Linked DNA regions of Oryctolagus cuniculus: region 2 is linked to region 1. The links are chromatin contacts, called in public Micro-C maps. All regions are on one chromosome and are shown on one strand. Each heading gives the region's core, a stretch centred on a gene start, on an enhancer-like site or on the middle of the called end of the contact. The rest is flanking DNA. Distances are from core to core; before and after follow the strand shown.

Region 1 (5,529 bases), core at 1,100-3,599:
TACAAAAGAGTGAGTGTTTTGGTGAAAAGATGATGGCCTGGATTAAGCCACTCTTGGGACACCCACAGCTCATACCAGAGTTCAAGTCCTGGCTGCTCTGCTTCTGATGCAGTTTCCTGCTGGTGCACCCTGGGAGGCAGCACTGATGGCTCCAGTGCTTGGCCTCTGTCACCCCAGGTGCAGTCCGGGCTCCTGGCCTGCTGCCAGCATTCGGGGAGCGAACCAGGAGATGGAAGATCTTTCAGTCTCTTTCAAGTAGATAAAAGTAAATAATTTTGTTTTTTTAAGATGGTGGGGGTGGTCTTGGTGGGATTTGGAGTGGTTCCACGGTTTAAACCAAGGAGTGTCGCAGGGGGCTCTGCATGCTCACTCGTGCCCCAGCTTTGAGCCACACACACTGGGCTGTTCCCCAGCCCTGTGCTACTCTTGCAGATTCGGGCACTTACTAAATGACCCTGCTGGAGTGCCGGTGGGGGTGTTCCAGTATCACATTTGCCACTTGTCTTTGCAAGGTGTCCTTCTACAGTATGGGATGGGCCACAGAGAGGGCAGGGGCCAGCAGTCAGAAATACATGTCCCGTCTGTAACATCAACCTAGGACAAGCAAAATCGCCATTTCTTACGTACAAAATTGACAATTATCAGAATGTTTCCTTTTTTTTTCTTTTGTTTTTAAATAGCATGATTTAATTTAGTTACTGCTTAATTCTGAATTCTCAGAATGTTTCCTTTTTAAGGGTAAATATATGGAGGGGAAAACCCCACCTCTTTCTGAGTTCTCATAAAAGGAGATGCAGGAGGTAACAAAACTGTATAAATAAAAACGAACGAGTCTTCTTGTTAGGCACACTGGCTCCACAGGACATCAAAATTCTCACACAGTGGTCCTACAAGGTCTGCCTGCCTCGTCACGCACTTTAAAATAAAACTGAGGTCCTGCTAGGAGCTCAGATGTGTCATTTCCTATCTGTGTTTTCCCAAAGTCTGGCCCAATACCAACGGTGGTAACTAGGAGACGTGAAGCGGTATATGGACATGCACTAGATAATACCCACGGTAGGCATGAGCCTAGTGGTTGAGACGTTGGCATCCAGTGTTGGATTCCCGGAGTTCAATACCCAGCTCTGGCTCGACGCCAGCTTCCTGCCAATGCAGACCCTGGGAGGCAGCAGTGTTGGCCCAAGTGGCTGGGTTGGCTCGACATCCTGCCCCATCGTTGTGGGCATCTGGGCAGTGAACCAGAAGAAGGGAGCTGTCTGCCTCTCAAATAAAAATAGAAAATACCCTCATGGTAAGATTTAGTTTCCTTTAAATTATCTTCCAATCGTTTTTTTTTTTTTAATTTGACACATAAAAATAGTACATATTTATGGGGTGGCTTCCAACCTTTGATTTCATCAAGGAGAATGTCCGGAGCACCTTCCCAGTGGTTGCTAATTTTGTTTGTTTATTTATTTATTATTTTTGAGTCCACGCCTGGTATTTAACACAAGGCACCCGGGAAGGGCACAATTCTGTTGCTTCTTGTTTGTCGTGCATTTTTATCATCACGCCTGCACTTGGGTTAGACAATAATGGCCTTCCATTCTGCGTGCGGATTTTGTTCCTACGGACTTAATTTGAACACGGGACATAGTTCCAGGGGAGGCTCGCGTTAGGTACAGGAGGACCCTGTGTAAAAGGCTCGAAGGACCGCGCAGGGGAGTTCACCTTGAGAAACCGACCCCGCGACAGCTCTCAGGCCGGCGGCCTCGCCAGAACACACAGGTGGCCCCCGCGGGTCAGACGCGGGACCCGAGAACCGGCATTTCTAAGCAGCTCGGAGCCGGAGCCGAGGCTGGCGCGGTCTTGCTATGACGCAGCCCAGCAAAGCCCCGAGCGAAGAGGACTCCGGCGACACCCTGGGGACAACGGACTTTCGGTGTCGGCCTCTGTTCCTCAGCCCGCAACGCCAACCACACCTTCAGCGACGCCCCGGCGTCAGAGCGCAGTCGCGTCACTCTCCAACCCTTCAAATGTTACTCGCTTCCCGCCACCGTCGCGGCGTACGACGGGTACCAGCCGCGTCTGACGTCACGCGGTCGGTCGCACATCTGTGACGTCCCCCACCGCGACCTCTCCGACCTAAAAGTCGAGCCCGGGCTCGCAGACCCAATGTGGGACTACGACCGCACATCCCCCATCTTTTTACCTGAGAGGGGCCGCTGGTTACTCGCGCGCAGCCGCCACAAGGATCGAGCCGCAGCCGCCCCGGCGCAAGTCATCGCGGGGACAGCAAAGCTGCCTCTCCGCTGAGCGAAGCGGACCAATCGTGCTTTTGGCGCAGATTGATGACGCATGGCATACGTAGGGAAGGAGTTTCCTTGGCACCGGCGGAAACGCCCTTAGGCCCTTGCTTCCATTCTATTGGTTGGGAACTGCAAATGCAAAGAGTGAATTGGATACGATCCCTATCAATCAAGCAGGATATGGCTGGTAAAGGAGCCCTGCGTTGCCATGGACGTGAGAAAGCTAAATTGCTCTGTCCAGGATTCCCACGGGGTGGAGATTTCCCCCTTAAGTTCCTGGGAAAGAAGACCATCAGGAAATTATTTATGGAAACAGATTTTTATCTATTTATATCCTGACTGATCTTTAAAATAGTAGAAACCACAGGCTATTTTGTAGATTCCCAGAGAACACGTTATTTTCTGTGTCTGGTTCGCTGTATTGCTGCCAATTGTCATTTACGAAAGGAGAGGGGGAGACTGAGCAACACGTATCCTGCTTTTTAAAGTGGTGCTTATGTCTTATTTCCGAAAATAACTTAATGCAGTCTGTTAATCAAGATTCGCTGATATCGCGACAGTCTACCATAAGCATTATTTTAGCCAGGAAAAACACTTAAGAAAGGTAGGGCATTCTTGTATTTTATTGGATGGTCCTGTTGCTCTCCTTAAAGAATGAAATAACGTAACTGTAAAACTTATTTTGCTACTTCACTGTACACTTTATTCATGATTTTTAAAAATCCGTATGCCTTCGTATGTAGTTACATGTCAAAAATTGTCATTTAGCTTTATGGCTTACTTAAAATATACAAGTAAGGAGAACACTTTTCCGTAACAATAACGAATTCTTTTTTTAGGAAATGTTATGAATTTAAAGACAGTTCCAAGATGTTTAATAGACTTCCCAGCAATGGTAATTTCCAAAGTGCATGGACAGACCACACTTTTCAACGTGCATATCCCATCAACGTGGCTGTCCCTGGAATTCTGTCCAGAGAAATAATTTTTCAGGTGAGTCACGTATGCAGACAAGGGCAGAAAAAACTCTCGAATGCCCATCTCTGAGTTCTACCACATTCCACACTGGCAGTGTCACGGAGTTGGGACCAGGATAAGGACACTTCCACTTTCTACTCCAGGTTACCATAAAACAGCTTTTGACACACTGCTACTGTGAAGTCACTGAATTAAACTTCCTCCTTGTTTTTATATTGCTCTACGGTATTCAAATGAACACAGTGCAATAATTTTAAATTATGAAGCGAACTAATAAATGGTGAGAGATTGATGTGCCATTCTCATATAGTCACTGAAAGTGTAAATAAAAAGCCTTATAATGTTACAGACCTTTGCCATAATCCCTCATCTAAATCTCTATTCCTAAGGAGAAAAGAATGTTGATGGTTTATGGATGTCTCCTTGATTACTGGGAAAATTCTGGAAATAAAATGTTCAGCAGAGTGTTAAAAATTATGGTCCATCTGTATGATGCTATTTTATGTAGCTACTGAAATATAAAGAACTTCTGCTAACACGAGAAGACATTTTTATTCAGTGAAAAGCAAGTGAGAATACCCAGTTCTTTCCTTCTTCCTTCCCTCCATACTTTCCATCACGCCAAGATTGACAGGTACTAGGGTTTGGGAACAGTTTGAGTTCCCTCCAAAGCTTCAGGAGTTGAGATTCAGCCCCCATTGAGACACTTAAAGACAGGAACGCATTCCAACCCTGGAGTTAGATGGAGGTGGGGCCCTTGGAAAGTCAGTGAGATTCAGATGAGGACGTGAGGGGGAGCCCCGTGACTGACCCGAGCAGCTTTGCGAGAAGCGGTAGAGACGGACAGAAATGCACGCATGCCTCCTGGTTCTCGCCACGCGATGATGCTGTGTCCATCAGGACTCTGCCCGCAAGCAGCCCCTCACCACCTGGACTTCATACCTCCACAACTGTGAGTCAAAAAGCTGCCTGCCTCAGGTATTCTGTTGCAGGAATGAAAAATGGGCTGATACGCAGTGGATGTCCACACAGAGTGCTTATGAGCAACTGGAATGTTTAAAGATTTATTTGACAGTCAGAGAGAGAGAGAAAGAATCTTCCATCCACTGGTTTCACTCTCCAAATGGCCACAAAGAGCAAGGCTGGGCCAGGCCAAAGCCAGGAGCCAGGAACTCCTTCTTGCTCTCCTGTGCGGCAGGGGCACAAGCACTTGGGCCATCCTCTGCTGCTTTCCCAGGCACAGAAGCAGGCAGCGGGATCAGATTCAGCCCCCATATGGGATGCTGGCGCCACAGGAGGCAGCTTAACCTGCTGAACTACGCCAGCTCCAGGAGTGATTAGAATTTTTTTCTCTAGTAAACATAATTTTATAACGAGAAAGCAAAATTTCAAAAGTAAAAGCATACTATCCTCTAATTCAATCCTCACACATGAAACAAAACGTCTAGTATTTTTTCATTTTAAAGATAAAAGGAGAGGCCGGCACTGTGGTGCTGTAGGTTAAGCCACTGTTGTCAATGCAGACATCCCATGTCAGACAACGGGTTCTGAGCCCTGGCTGCTCTGTTTCTGATGCAGCTCCCAGCTAATGCACCTGGGAAAGCAGCAGCAGGTGGCCCAGTTACCTGGACCCCTATCACCAGCATGGGAGCCAGGATGAAACTCCTGGCACCTGGCTTTGGCCTGGCCCAGACCTGGCTGTTGTGGCTATTTGGGGAGTGAACCAGCAGATGGAAGATCTCTCTGGCTCTGCCTTTCATTTCAATCAATCTTTTTTTTTTTTTTTTTTAAAGGGAGCTTTATCTCAGAGAGGTGAAAACACTTGTATAAAATCACACAATTAAACAAGTAAATTCCAGTTGTACCCCCATGCACTGGAAATGAAATGTACCAAATGGAACTTACTAGTATGCACATACATACATAGAAGATAAGCTCAGAGATTCTCAGCTGGTGACTGCATTAAACACGTTTTTCTTTCCCTGATTCCAGAAAAAGGCAAAGAGCAATCGACAGGTTTCCATGATCGACAGAGTGTTGACAAGAAGCCTCCATGAATTCAAATAGACACGACCACATTTGAAAATCTTAAGACATTGTTTAATTGGTAGTTTCAGTACATGTTAGAGCTGCACTTTAAAAATTACAAAGACATCACCTGAAGTTATTATTAAAGTTATCAAAATATACAAAAACATTCATGTAAGACACATGCAAGTTAGCAGCACTGACCTAAAATGTCATTCATTAGCATATTTCAACA
Region 2 (5,689 bases), core at 2,978-5,477, 170 kb after region 1:
AAGCGAAAGGGAACGTTTCCATGACAATCAACTGCTTACCTGAGTCTGTGATTTGCTGCAGCATTGAGCTTCCTGATTTGTTCAAACGTCAAGTCACACAAGCGGCCTGACCCATCAGTGGTCCTGTCCACTGTGTTATCGTGCATCAAGACAGGAATCCCGTCAGAAGTAAACTCAATGTCCAGCTCCACGCCCGTTGCTCCATTCTTAGCTGCCTTAACGAAAGCATCAAGAATGTTAGTGTCAAATGGCCACCGGCATCACCGTGCATCTCGACTCCCAGGAAGACCAGCAGGGAAGCCTGGGCGAGAGCTGGGCCCACTGACTCCCTCCCCGCCCAGGCTGTCCCTGTGTCCCGCGGACGCTAACCGATGTCAACTCCTACCTTGTGGACTTACTACAAACGTCAGTTTCCCCTCTCAGTGTTCGATTTGGGAACTTCCGTTTCCTCTGGATGCTTTAACTCAGGGGCCATGGTGGCTGACCTCCATTTAGCCACACCCCTCCGGTCCCCTCCTACCCTTTCTAGGCCCAGCAGCTCTGAAGAGTCCTGGTGTTTGTTGATTACTCAGAGTTTGCTACTTTGGCATCAACAAGATGAGTCAGGGTTTTCTTGGTTGAACTCCACCCTCTCTACCAGAAACACCCGGCTGCTTCCAGGGGATGCTACATTCTGCTTATGTGAGCAGTGCTGGCTGGGGGCCAGCACTTGAACTTGAACTCTGAACTTTGTGAGCCACACTCCTGAGACTGATGCCTAATGTCTGTTTCCTCAGCTGCCTCATCAGGATGACAGCAGACACGCTCATTAAGATCAACATTTTTAATTTTTTTTAAAAAAGTTTTAAGTCATGGTCCAGTGCAAACATACAAGGTATACAGAAAAAAAAGACAACAAATAGTCACATCTTGCTGTTTTCCTCAATCTCTCTCTGCCCTAAAGAAAAAAAAAAAAAAAAGAAAAGAAAAGCTATGATTTATTGAGCACATTCTCCTCAATAGGCACCAGTCTAAGTGCTTTAAATGCATAAACTCGTTTGACCCCAGAGTCGCATGCTAAGGGCAGGGACTGTAGTAAGAGTTGCATTTTACAGATGGGAACCTGAGATAAAAAGAGGTCGGGAAACCTGCCCCGGATCACACAGCTGGCGGTGGTAGAGGCCAGCCTGACCATGCTCTCAGCACGACAGGTGCAGCTACGGTGCTCCCATTCACGCTCCTCCTCCCTCCTCGGGGCTAACTGCCATCTCTGAGTTGGTGGGTCTCATTGGCATGCTACTCCCTCAGCTCCCATCAAATGCCTGGCTGGGCCACGTGGAAGCCAGCAGTCCAGAGCTCCCTCTGGGTCTCTGGGTGGCAGGGACTCAAGTACTTAGCCGTCACCTGCTGCCTCCTGGGGTGTGCGTGAACAGGAAGCTGGCTGGGAAGTGGCGTGGCTGGGACTCCAGTGTCAGATGGGAGCAGCCCCCCGAGCCCCTGCACCAAACACTGGCCCCCTGTGTTTACGCTTTTCAGAGCTGCCAGGCTGTTTCCCCTGCTGGTTCCTGTTTCTCCACATCTTTGCCAACACTTGCTAGTTTCTGCCTTGTGGTTTGACCGTCGCCCTCCTGATGGCCGTGCAGTCGTATTTCACTGTGGTTTTGATTTCTGTTTCCCAATGGCCAATAAGGTCACCTGTCTTTCCTCAGTGGACTTCTTGGCTATTCATACATCAGAGCTTCTATTTACTGAGTACCTACGATGTATCAGGTGCTGTTCTAAGCAGTTTCTCACTGCTCAGAGAGGGATGAGCCAGGATCATAGATCACAGATCCTACGTCTCAGCGGAGAGAAACGGCTTACACACGTGTGACAGGCACATCGCGCCAGCGGTAAGTGTTTTGAAGAACATGAAGGGGAATGGGACGGTGAAGGCAGGTGGGGGACGACAGACGGGGCAGCAAGGTAAGGACGCTCTGGCTGGCTCCTTCTCCTGACTTCCGGTCCAGGGCCGGAAAAGTCGTCTCGACTACTCCACCCTCCCTGCTCATTGTCCACCTCACTGCCCTCCTCCCCCGGAGGTGTCGCCTGCACGGGTCACCTGCCCCACTCGGACGCAGGCTCTGGGAACACGGGGCCGCTCCTGGCTGTAGCCGCAGAGTCCGGCGCGCAGCCGCTCTGTGAGTACTTTGTCTCTTCCATCCCAGAGAAAGGACCACAGGGAGACGAGCCGAAGAGAGGTATGCGTGGGTTATAAACCCCAACGCGGGCCTCCTGCCTTGTTCGGATGTCACTTTTGGATCTCTGCTTTAAGGAATCCAGCCATCTTCGGATTCTTTCCTTGGAGGTCACCCTGCCTCACTTTACAGGCTGAGCTCACGGAATCTGCACAACCTCTTTGTAGACTCCATTGTTATTCCCATCTTACAGATGAGGAAACTGAGGTCCAGGCTTGCCCATGGCACCCCAGGCATGACACTAACCGGGGCAGAGGTGGCTTAAGTAACTTGCTCCTTATGCAACACGGGCAAAGTAAAGAACAGGCAGTCCAGGTTTTTACATCCTGGAACGTATTCTAATCTATGATAAAGAGCCCTGGGGCTTGATATCAGACGGCTGAATTCTAGAAGGAGCAGCGAGTGAGTCAGTGTTCCCCACCTAGTCAAAGTCGAGATGACGTCAAAGAAATGCGAGGATCAGATACATTTATGCAGATATTGAAGTGCGGACTCCAGCACTAAGCTCTCCCACTGCCCAGGCTGTGGCTGTTACCCATCAGGAGCCTGCCATGGGCTGGGAGGTACCAAGAGTCTCAGGAGTGCCTTGTGAGAACGGGATGCAAAAACCCATGGTGAGGGGCTGGTGCTGTGGCGCAGCAGGTTAAAGCCTCGGCTGCAGCGCCAGCATCCCCTATGGGGGCCGGTTCGAGTCCCAGCTGCTCCACTTCCGATCCAGCTCTCTGCTGTGGCCTAGGAAAGCAGTGGAGGATGACCCAAGTCCTTGGGTCCCTGCACCCCCATGGGAGACCTGGAAGAAGCTCCAGGATCCTGGTTTTGGATCAAATCAGCTCTGGCCATTGCAGTCATTTGGGGAGTGAACCAGTGGATGGAAGACCTTCCTCTCTCTCTCTCTCTCTCCTCTCTGGCTCTACATCTCTCTGTAACTCTCTCTCAAATACATAAAATAAAACTTAAAAAGCAACAACCCATGGGGAATCTGGCTGCTTGTCTGGGAGTGTGAATGTTTGTCTTTGGGCGGGGGAGGAAGCTGATAAGCAGGTGACTCAGGACCAGGAAAGACATCTGCTGTGTGGGGTGACCTATTTAGGATACCCAGGCTCACTGTCCAGGACCCCACTGCACTTGCTGGGTGCCCCAGAGTATTCAGACACCGGCCTTTGTTCTGTTCCTGGAAGGCAGGGCACACACCGTTACCAGAACGCGCCTGGTAACCTCATTCCTACCTCCGGGCCTTTGCACCTGCTGTTTCCAGTTCCTGGAACCCGTTTCCCCAGATGATCTTTCTCCTAACTTCAGTTCCAGGGTCACTACTCCACCTCAAACGGCCTCCTTCGGCCCTCCCTGTCACTGTCCTTCTTCTTCGCCGGCACGGGTCACTGGAGGCTCTGGGAACGCGGAGTCCCGCGCGCAGCGACTCTGCGTGGGGAGACGCGGGGCTCCGGGACACGGGGCTCCGGGAGGGGTCCCTGCGGACGACGGGTGGGAAGCAGCCCAGGGAGGCCCCGGAAGGGCAAGCTCAAGCCCGAGCTCCCACGAGGGCCGAGGGGGCGCGAGGCGAGGGGGGCTCACCTGCCGAATGGCCGCCAGCGTGTTCTCGGGCGCGTCGTGGCTGCCGCCCCGGTGGGCGATGGCGGACACGCGGTCCCGGGGCTTGAGCACCTGCAGGGCCCGGCGGGAGGGCAACGGCTCAAAGCTGAAGAGCCGCAGCAGGACGTAGAGGCTGCCGGTGAGGAGGCAGGCATTGAAGGGGCTGCGCGTTAGCAGCAGCAGCAGCACCAGCAGGAAGGAGAAGGGGCCCAAGAGGCCCCCCTGGTCCTCCCACAGCCACATGCCGGCGCCCGCACCGGCAAGGACGGGAGTCCCGGGCCGGCCGGGCTCCCGGGCCGGGGCAGCAAGAGGCGAGGGGGCAGAGGCCGAGCACTGGCCGCCTCCGGCACCCTCCGAGGGGACCAGCGCCGCACAATGGCGGCGGCGGCCACATCCCGAGAGGGAGCTGGCCGCCCAGCCAATCAGCGCCCGAGATCGCCGGCGCGAGGGGCGGAACTGCTGCCGTGGCAACGGGGGCGGGCCCAGGCCCCAGGCTCAAGTTCCAAAGAGGCTTGGGGGTTTCTCTGGGGTTTGGGCTTCTTGGGTCGAGTGTGGAGGGGAAGGGGACAGAGCCCGCCGGCGACCGCAGGAGTGGGAGGGACTGAAGTGACTCCTTCGTCCGTCCTCGAGGAGAGGGAGGTCCTGGGGAGCGTGAAGGTGCAGGGAGCTAAGACTATGTATTCCAATGGAGATGTGCCCACACAGGCGTGGGTGCTCCGGACCCAGCCCTGAGCAGGACTGCGGGGTCCCTGCCCTATGGAGGATGATAGTGTTCACACAGCACTGATCCTGCCTCGGGTGCTGTCCAGCAAACACTGCCTATGCCTAGCTCGCGTAGACTCACCACATCTGCAGCAGTGGGCATTATCTCAGAGGGGTGGTTTCAGTCCACTTTCGAAGGATTTTTGTGATTCCGAGAGGATGGAAGAACAGAGCAAAGGAAGAATTGACAGGAATTTCAATGATTTCTTTTTTGAAGAAAAAATGTATTTATTTACTTGAAAGGTAAGGGAGTGGAGAGAGAGAGAGAGAGAGAGAGAGAGAGAGAGAGAGAGAGAGAGATCTTCCATGTGCTGGTTCACTCCTAAATGACTGCAACAGTCAGGACTGGGCCAGGCTGGAGCCAGGAGCCAAGATTTCCAACCCTGTCTCCCACGTGGCTGCAGCGACCCACGTACCTGGGCCATCTTCTGCTGCTTTCCCAGGTGCATTAGCAGGGAGCTGGATTGGAAGTGCAGCAGCCAGGACTTGACCTGGTGCTCTTATGGGCTGTCGGTGTTGCAGGCAGCGCCCTTACCCTATGTCAGCATGCCGATCCCAGTGGTAAGGAAACCAAGGAGAGGCAAAGAATGGGGTGGGTAATGGCAGGGTCAGGGCTAACATGAAGCCAGTGGCTTGTGACTTTTCCACTGCCACCCTCCTAATCTTATTTTTCCTACTACTAAAGGTTAATGTACCAGGCGCTGGGAGAGTTATCTGAGTTGTGCTTTGCAACCACCCTGTGATAGCAGTTCTAACCTTTCCCTTTTATAGAGTCAAAGACAAGCACCAGAAAGAGGAACAGAGACCCAAGGGGAAGCCTACTCAGGGAATGGAGAGAGGCTGCTAAATCATATTTTGAATGGCTGGTGACACATTTTTCCTTTTTCTTTAAGATTTACTTATTTATTTGAAAGGCAAGTTACAGGGAGAGACAGAGAGAGAGAAAGTGAGTGAGCGAGAGAGATCTTCTATCCACTTGCTTACTCCCCAGATGTCTGCTATAATGGGCTGGGTTGGGCCAAAGCCAAGAGCCAGGAGCTTCATCCAGGTCTCCCATAGGGGTACGGGGGCCCAAGCACTTGGGCCATCCTCTGGCTGTTTTTCCCAGGTGCATCATCATG

Evidence for each region. Hi-C and Micro-C count contacts between places; a contact is called where the count stands out from the background.
Region 2: a contact with region 1 is called in a Micro-C map of ear pinna, with 5 times the contacts expected there. The contact joins the promoter of GDE1 here to the promoter of COQ7 in region 1. A contact is called at or near these places in 3 of 6 Hi-C or Micro-C datasets (ear pinna, skin fibroblasts and an unstated tissue).

What each region holds. Positions count from the first base shown.
Region 1 is chr19:21,348,617-21,354,145 of mOryCun1.1, forward strand. It overlaps COQ7 (coenzyme Q7, hydroxylase), which reads right to left and starts at 2,350. Exons shown (of 6, transcript XR_011384695.1): 1 at 2,192-2,350. LOC103348562 (a long non-coding RNA gene) reads left to right here and starts at 2,756. Exons shown (of 2, transcript XR_007920119.2): 1 at 2,756-2,892; 2 at 3,128-3,281.
Region 2 is chr19:21,515,352-21,521,040 of mOryCun1.1, forward strand. It overlaps GDE1 (glycerophosphodiester phosphodiesterase 1), which reads right to left and starts at 4,228. Exons shown (of 6, transcript XM_002711771.5): 1 at 3,789-4,228; 2 at 40-215. The coding sequence starts at 4,049.